Regions from separate parts of the Mus musculus genome. Here region 2 is linked to region 1. Evidence: chromatin contacts called from public Hi-C data. All regions are on one chromosome and are shown on one strand. The core of a region is the stretch at or near the end of the contact, and the rest is flanking DNA. Distances in the headings are between cores, read along the strand shown. Region 1 holds the start of Cnksr2 (connector enhancer of kinase suppressor of Ras 2). Region 2 has its middle 450 kb from the start of Rps6ka3.

What was found. A called contact is a pair of places that touch in the nucleus more often than the background predicts.
Region 2: a Hi-C map of cerebellum shows a contact between it and region 1, with 3 times the contacts expected there. The contact joins the enhancer-like site here to the promoter of Cnksr2 in region 1. A contact is called at or near these places in 3 of 39 promoter capture datasets (cranial neural crest, hippocampal neurons and liver) and 4 of 484 Hi-C or Micro-C datasets (cerebellar granule neurons and cerebellum).

Annotation. Positions count from the first base shown.
Region 1 is chrX:158,041,303-158,045,115 of GRCm38.p6, forward strand. Cnksr2 (connector enhancer of kinase suppressor of Ras 2) reads right to left here and starts at 1,895. Exons shown (of 22, transcript NM_177751.3): 1 at 1,475-1,895. The coding sequence starts at 1,538.
Region 2 is chrX:158,806,835-158,810,647 of GRCm38.p6, forward strand. No RefSeq gene overlaps it. Among named protein-coding and RNA genes, the nearest start is that of Rps6ka3, 450 kb to the right of the region's middle. Within about 2 kb of position 1,992, at least 1 of the 459 cell types and tissues checked has an H3K27ac peak or open chromatin away from gene starts, as enhancers often do. A contact at or near this core is called in cerebellum, where this site is marked.

The DNA of each region.
Region 1 (3,813 bases), core at 645-3,144:
GATGAGGCACTGTTAGACTTTGTCTTAGTCATCTTTATAACCCCCATGGCAACCAATGCACTGCACACAAGGGGCAGTGGATAAATAATGAATTAGGTTTAATTCAATTCACTTGCACTTACAGTGTGCTTCGCAGTTACAAAGCATTTTTCTTACATATGAGATGAGAAAATCAAAGTAAGTGAGAAGTAACAGGGCAAATCAGGGAGAAAAGGAAGCAAAACACATAAAGAGAAACCCTAGAAGAATAGGCAAATGTCCGAAATGGTGGGGGAAAGATTCGGGGAGAATTTATTTCTCCCTACTACCTTCAATCCCTTCCATCTTTGAGTATATAGAGCTTAGAAAGTCTGACTGCTAAGCAAGCCTTAGGAAAGGGGCTCCTTCCTCTTTGAAAGGGGCATTTTCACAGATAAGGCTTGAAGAATATCTTAAGTTTGCCTGCTCGGGTACGACCTCAAGCAAAACTCTCATATTTTCCAAGCATGTCCAAGAATCTTTTATTTCAATGTAAGCATCCCCTTTGCAGAGTTCAGTCTGGGGATGACTGGAGAGGTCCCCAACAAGCCCCTCAACTCAGACAACAGAGGGAGATAGTGAGACAGGAAAGCCAGGAGACTAGAGAAAAAGCCCACATTTGCGTCTAGGAGGAGGGCTAAGGTTTGAAACTGGTCATTAGAAATTGTCGGGTGTGTGTGTGGGGGAGCCTTCAATATGGAAGAAAGGAGAATACTTGAATGCGCATCACTTTAAACCCAATGTTGGACCCTTAACAAGAAGCCGCGAGAGGTTTAAAGCCACCGCAGACCTCAACCTAGGAAAGCAAAGGACATGCTGGGGTGCACAGGAGGGATCCCACATATATTAGCTTGGATGCTGCCCTAAGGGAAGCATGTTACCCTAAAGTAGCTCGCTCCCTTCCCGATCATCCTCAGCCCAGCATGGAGGAGGGGGTTCCCACCTTCCAACTGGAGCGACTGCATCCTGACCCCATTATGCGGGCTTAAAAGTTGCCAGGAGAGTTGGCGCTGGGGAAGGCACTTGGCAGGGCGAGACCTAGAAGGGGCCTCGGGTTTCCAGGAACAAAGGGGCTGGTGAAGGGGCAGCCACGAGAATAGGTCCCACGGGCTCCTCCCTTAGCCTGGAAACAGGGTCGCCGCGTCCTCTCAACCCGAAGGCGTCGAGGGAAGCGGGAAGCGGGGAAGCTGCGCGGGGATTCCACCGCCCTGCTTCCAGCTTCAACCAGGTGGCGCCCGCCGCCCTCTTGCTCCCCGCGCCCCTCCAGCTGAAGACAAAAGAAGTCTAGGGTCCCCGGGCCCCTGCCAGAGCCAGAGGACCCCTGTCCATCCCCAGGGAGGACCCTCAGCAGTTGGTTGGAAGCTCCCAGGACGTGTTATGCCCTAGCGGGCACCCCTCCCTCGTACCGGGACCCTGCGCCCCAGTGTCGCCTCGCTCTCCCCACAGAGGGCATTACCTTTCATCCAGTCCACTACTTGACTCGGAGACCATTTGCTCACCGGTTCCATTATCAGAGCCATGGGCGGCGGGGTCGGTGCCGCGTGGGACGCGGAGCTCGGACAGAAAGCCAAGTCCGCAGCCCGCTGCGCCCTCAGGTGGGGTCGGTGGCCGGCCGCAGCCTCCCGCGGTGGGCGGCGCGGAGAGGGTGGCTTTTGTGTTTCGGTCCCAAGGCTGGAGCGTCGGAGGTGGCTGCGGTGGGAGCGGCGACGGCCGGCCAGCTGGCCGGGGTAAGACGCCGGGGTCGGCTAGGTCCCAGCCCAGGCGGCAGCCGCAGCTGCGGCGTCCGCGGCTCAGCCCGGGGTGAGCGTCCCGAGGGGCTTCAGTGCATGGCTCGAGCCGCCGAGGTCGCGGCGGGGAAAGGAAGAGGCGCCGGCGCACGGTCGCAGCCAACTTGCCCGCTCGCTCGCCTGGCGCGCGGGAGTGGAGCCCCCGGCACGACGAGCCGCCCGGCGGAAATGACGAGGGGCCTCCTGCCACCCAAAATATCTCTCCGCAGCCCTCGGGTGCGGGGCGCGCGCTCCACGAGCCCCCCGCCCCGCTCGCCGCCGCGCGGTCCCGCCCCCAGGGCCGGCAGCCGGTGCGCGCGAGCCCTGTGCGCGTGCGTGGGCCAGCGCGCGTGGCCGCCGCCCGACTTCTAGCAGACTCGCGGGCCAGGTGTGGGCTGCTCGCGCTCCCGCCTTCCCGCCCCGGGGGTCGCACTCGGCCGGAGCCGCGCCGGGAGGGCGTGTGCGGCAGCGCCTGGAGCCCCGGAGCCAGCCGCTGCAGCTGGAGGCTCGCCCAGCCCCGGGGTCAGTTAGGCAGTCAGGTGCGGCGGCGGCAGGAGAGTGGCTCCCAGTGGCCTTCCAGGAGAGTCAGCGAGACGGGTCGCCCCACCAGTTGAACGGACAACCCGGGGTGGCGGAGGAGGGTACTATAGCACCCCTGTCCCAAGCTCTCCTCGCCACCAGGGGGGAGGGGACGCCGCAGAACTGCTGGGGTGACAATGGGAGTCCTGACTGTTCTCTCTGTCGCCCTCGCGGCTGCTGAGTTGGCTCCCGAGGTGACTCCTCCGGACCCTGCGGAGAACACGGGATGTGGGCTTCCGCAGATGGGAGTCAGGATCTAGCCAGAGACGCCCATAGGAGACTAGATGGCTCGTGCTGTCGGATCTACCCTGGGTGATAAAAGGAACCCGGGAAGTCAGAGATGTCAACTGCAAGAGGCTCCAGCCTCCAGAACCCACACGTGCCTCTTCCCAGGCTCTGCTTCAGTTGTCGGCCACCTCCTTCAACACAAGGTCCCCGACATCTATTTTACATGATGTCATTTTGTGTTCAGTCGTTCTTATATAAGAACGGAAGAGTAATAACAGGACTTAAAGTTAGTGACAAATTGCAAACATAATGTTTCACATATTGTTTGCTTCAAAAAACCTATGCATGCTTCTATGCAACGTTTAGAAATACACATTTTGCCTAAATGAGGCTTCACTTTCAATGACAATTCTAGAGCGTCTAGTAGCAAGCTCTACCACCATTATAGCTGGTTTGTTTTTTTTCCCCCCTCGGTATAATTCTTAAACAGTCACATTGAGTAAACAAGCAACTTCTTTTATTTCTATAATCATTTCAATAATGTCAATAAATCATGTCAGTTCCTTCGGTACCCATTTTGTCTAACTCAAGTTTATAAGATACAGAACACCACTTTCTTCAGTTGGCATGGCTTGGCAAGTTCTCCCCCAACACAGGAGAAGGCAAAACAGGAGTAGATAACACACTGATGTTTTTATGCTAGTGCTACAAACAAATACCATTTAAGAAGCTTGTGTTCAGACTTGTTTACTAATAACCCAAACTCCAAAATATACAAATAAAATTTTAAAAAGAAATTTACTGGGGACTGGAGAGGTGGCTCAGCGGTTAAGAGCACTGACTGCTCTTTGAGAGGACCTGAGTTCAATTCCCAGCTTCCATATAGCAGCTCACGACTATCTGTAACTCCAGTTCCAGGGGTTCTGATACTCTCACACAGTCATACATGCAGGTAAAATAAATGAAACAAATCTTTTTTAAAAAGAAATTTAGATTACAAATTTAGAAATTTAGATTATAAAACAAGTAATGGTATTAAAATATTACTAGTAATAACACACATTTTATTAAGCAAAGTGCTAATCACTTTGTTTTATTCTAGCCTCAAACTAGCTCGACTGTTAGCTACATCTTACAGCTGAGACTTTAGCCATTACATCCTATTCCCTAGATCTATTACACATAGTTACATAAATTACACATGTTAAATAAATTAGTATGT
Region 2 (3,813 bases), core at 742-3,241, 770 kb after region 1:
CACTCACTTTGTAGACCAGGCTGGCCTTGAACTCAGAAATCCACCTGCCTCTGCCTCCCAAGTGCTGGGATTAAAGGCGTGCACCACCACCGCCTGGCATGAGAATTCTTTGTTTAGCTCTGTACCCCATTTTTAATGGGGTTATTTGGATTTCTGGAGTCCAGCTTCTTGAGCTCTTTGTATATATTAGATATTAGTCCCCTATCAGATTTAGGATTGGTAAAAATGCTTTCCCAATCTGTTGGTGGCCTTTTTTTTTCTTATTGACAGTATCTTTTGCCCTACAGAAGCTTTGCAATTTTATGAGGTCCCATTTGTCGATTCTTGATCTTATAGCACAAGCCATTGCTGAAATGTAAATGAAGAAAATATCTAATTAAAAAAAATAAGAAAAGAAAGGGAAAAAAAAACAAACAAAAAAGCAATGTTGTGTCCCCTCATAGTCTTCCTTCGTGGAAGATGAACACAATATGTGAAGGCACAAGAGTCTTATTTCAAACCCGAGGACAAGATCTATGGCATGCCAGAAACTGAAGGAACCTAATTCCTTACAAAGCTACTATGCTAACACCTACCAGAAGAATGACAAACACCCTGTTGGGTTCAGCCAAACGTTCTAACCCAGGTTCCAGCTTGGGGAAGTCCAAAGTAATCCCAAAAGAATACAAAAGTATATTAAGCATATGAGATGCTAGGAAACCATCCACAGGTGAGTTTTGGGCTGAGCAAGAGGACACAGAGGAGTTATATGGGCTGTAAGAACTGAAGAAAGAAGTCTCTGAAAGAGAAAAATCACAAAACTGGGACACATGGAGCCCTGAACGCCAGCTAATCATAAGGACCTTTTCTTGGATTTTACCCTGCATCTAAACCAAATAAATAGAAAAGTACTGTCATGACCCCTCTAAGTGGGAGAAAAGAAAATATGTCTTTACAGTGACTTTATTAAATAATAACTTAAATGTTAAGCATGCTGAAGCATAAGGATGATTTTTTTTCTGGGACACATCTAGATGAGTCACAATTCTAGTTACGAAGCTTTCACAAACAACAAAGAAGGCCAAAGGTTTGCCTGAATGATGGCTCCACAGGAACTGGTGTGGGGCATAAGTTCACTGATTAAAATGAACACTGAATTGCTGTTTTTATTCTCCTGAAATACACTTGTTATTGGCTGGACATCAGCAGTGCACACATTGGCAAAAACATTACCTAAGACCACTTGAATTTTTTTTTTTTTTTTTTACAAAAAGCTTTTTTAATCTAAGAGCTGAGATGTCAAATCATTTGGAACAGAAAAACTATGGTCCGATTTTAACCTTTAATCTAAAATATGCAAATGTCTTTGTTTCTTTCATGAAGCATGCATAACATCAAGGGTAAGCCAGCATGTAAAATGATGGCAGTTTCCTCTAAAATGGAATGATACTATACTGTTCGCCATTTCTCTTTTAGGAAAATCATATGTAAGCCCTGAGTCTGTTCTTATGAAATTTCACCTACAAATAATTTGGTAAAAAGTTCATTAAGGTATGCTGTTTTTACCTAAACCCCACAAAGAAAAATTCATCCATTTTTATGTCACTAGGCCATCATAGCTCTCCTCAAACTTTAATGTGCACTAAGAATTATCTGGGTGGTTTATTAAACTACAAGCACTGGTATAGCAGATGCCACCCGCAATCCTTATAAGCCTCCTGGTGATGACAATGAAGGTGGTCCACACATCACACCTCGGACCAGCCAGAGAGGAAAGAATGGGCTAACCACACTGCTCATCAGGAGCATTTAGGGCTCTTAAAAATAAAGTCTTGGGCTGCATCCCAGGCCTACAGAATCAGAATCTCCAGGACTAAGGTACGGGAGTTTGTATTATTAACCATCTCCCCAGGCGATTCCTAGTCAGCCATGAGATGCACCTGTCTGCAATGATCAGAGCAGCAGGGCTCAGAGAATAGCTGTTCACCCTCTAACTCAGAATCGCCCGAGGAACCTGATAACCACACACATACCTCTCTGCAGATACCTCCCTTCTGCTGTATGGGCAGTAGGCAGAGGGATGGAGGAAGTAGGAAAAAATAAGGTGACTATATAAAATGAGAAATTGACGTCACTTTAACTCCCACCTGGCAGGAATAGAGAAGGCCAATTCTCCTAGAAGTGACAGCATGGAGCTTGCCTCCCACTGCCTGACCACCTGCACCTCCTTCCCTCTCTTCCTCCCCCTGGCAACCATGACAGCCAAGGCTGCCCCTCCCAGACTGCTGGGGACCCTGGTTAAAGAAAATTTAAAAAAAAAAAACACACAGAAATTGGAGGGGGAATAAAAGAAACTATGTGAATTATAAACAGTCCTCGTTGTATGTTTATGCTCTGTTCAACGCAATGGAAATAAATTTCTATTTAAATATCTGTACTTGCTGAAATAACAACAGGATTTTTCATTAAAAGCATGCAAATCTATTGGATAAAATTGCATCTGTGGGCAGAAAAGGGCACGGAAAGCTGTAAGTCATCTTAATCCCTAAGTGACAGAAGATAGGGTTGTGCTTTCCTTTGTTACAATATTCCATGTTGTTGGGAGTTTTACATCAATAAGCACTGTGCCTTATAATCAGAAGTAAATAGTAAAACAACTTGTATTTGGAAAAGCCCAAACAAAAAGCATACAAGTACTAAACCTACAAAAGACAGATTAGTGAGGATATAGTCCATTCTTTCCAAGAGATCAGGAACTCAGTAGTAGGAACATGGAGTCTTTCTATATAGCTAGAAAAAACATGCAGTTTGTCTTTCTGAATCTGGGTTCTTTCACTCAGCATAATTGTTTCTACCTCAATCTAATTTACCTATATATTTCATAATGTCATTTTTTATTAACAGGTAAATAATATTCCATTTTGTAAATGTACTACATCTTTATTATCCATTCATTACTTGATGGACATCAAGGCTGTTTCCAAAAGAGCAGCAATGAACACTGATGAACAAGGATCTGTAGAGGTGAGCAAAGTCCTTTGGGTATATACTTAAGAGTAGCATAGTTGGATTCATGGTCAATAGAGTCCCAGCTTCCTGAGGAAATGTCATATTGATTTCCATAGTGGCTGTCCAATTTTGCACTCCCACCAGCAATGAATGAGTGCTCCTCTTACCCCACCTCTTTGCCAACATGAGCTGTCACTTGTTTTAGTAATCTTGGCCATTGTGACTGGTGTAAGATGAAATCTCAAAGTAGTTTTGATTTGCATTTCCCTGACACTTAAGGATGTTGAGCATTTCTCACTCATTTTGTGTTTCATCGTTTGAGAACTCTCTGTTTCTGTGCCCCATTTTAAGTGAGGTCGTCTGTGCATGGTATAAGTAGACTATTCATAGACATTAGTTAGCTAGTGAGGGGCGGCTGGGGTAGGCTGAGAGGAGAAGCATTTCCCAAGGAATGGGCAATAGAATGCAGTGTTATAATGATAAAGGGACAGCCATATCAAACAAAACCCACTACTGGCAAAGTTTTCTACAGTATAAGCCTATATAACAGAATTTTAAATTGAGTTATCATATAATAGAGAAAAATATCCCCAATCAAACATCATATGCTACCAAATAAATCCTCTAGTACCTGGAATAGGATACATCTTCTTGAGTTGTTGCCTAAAGGGTTTCTATAGACACTCCTAAACATTACAGGTTATTACTAATCTTATTGGTTACCCTACATATTCTGATGGTAAAGTCCTATTGCCAAAGATGCCACATACTTTTGCCAGTGAATATGGATAAATCAAGCTGGTGCTCAACTGGAAGTGTCACCCC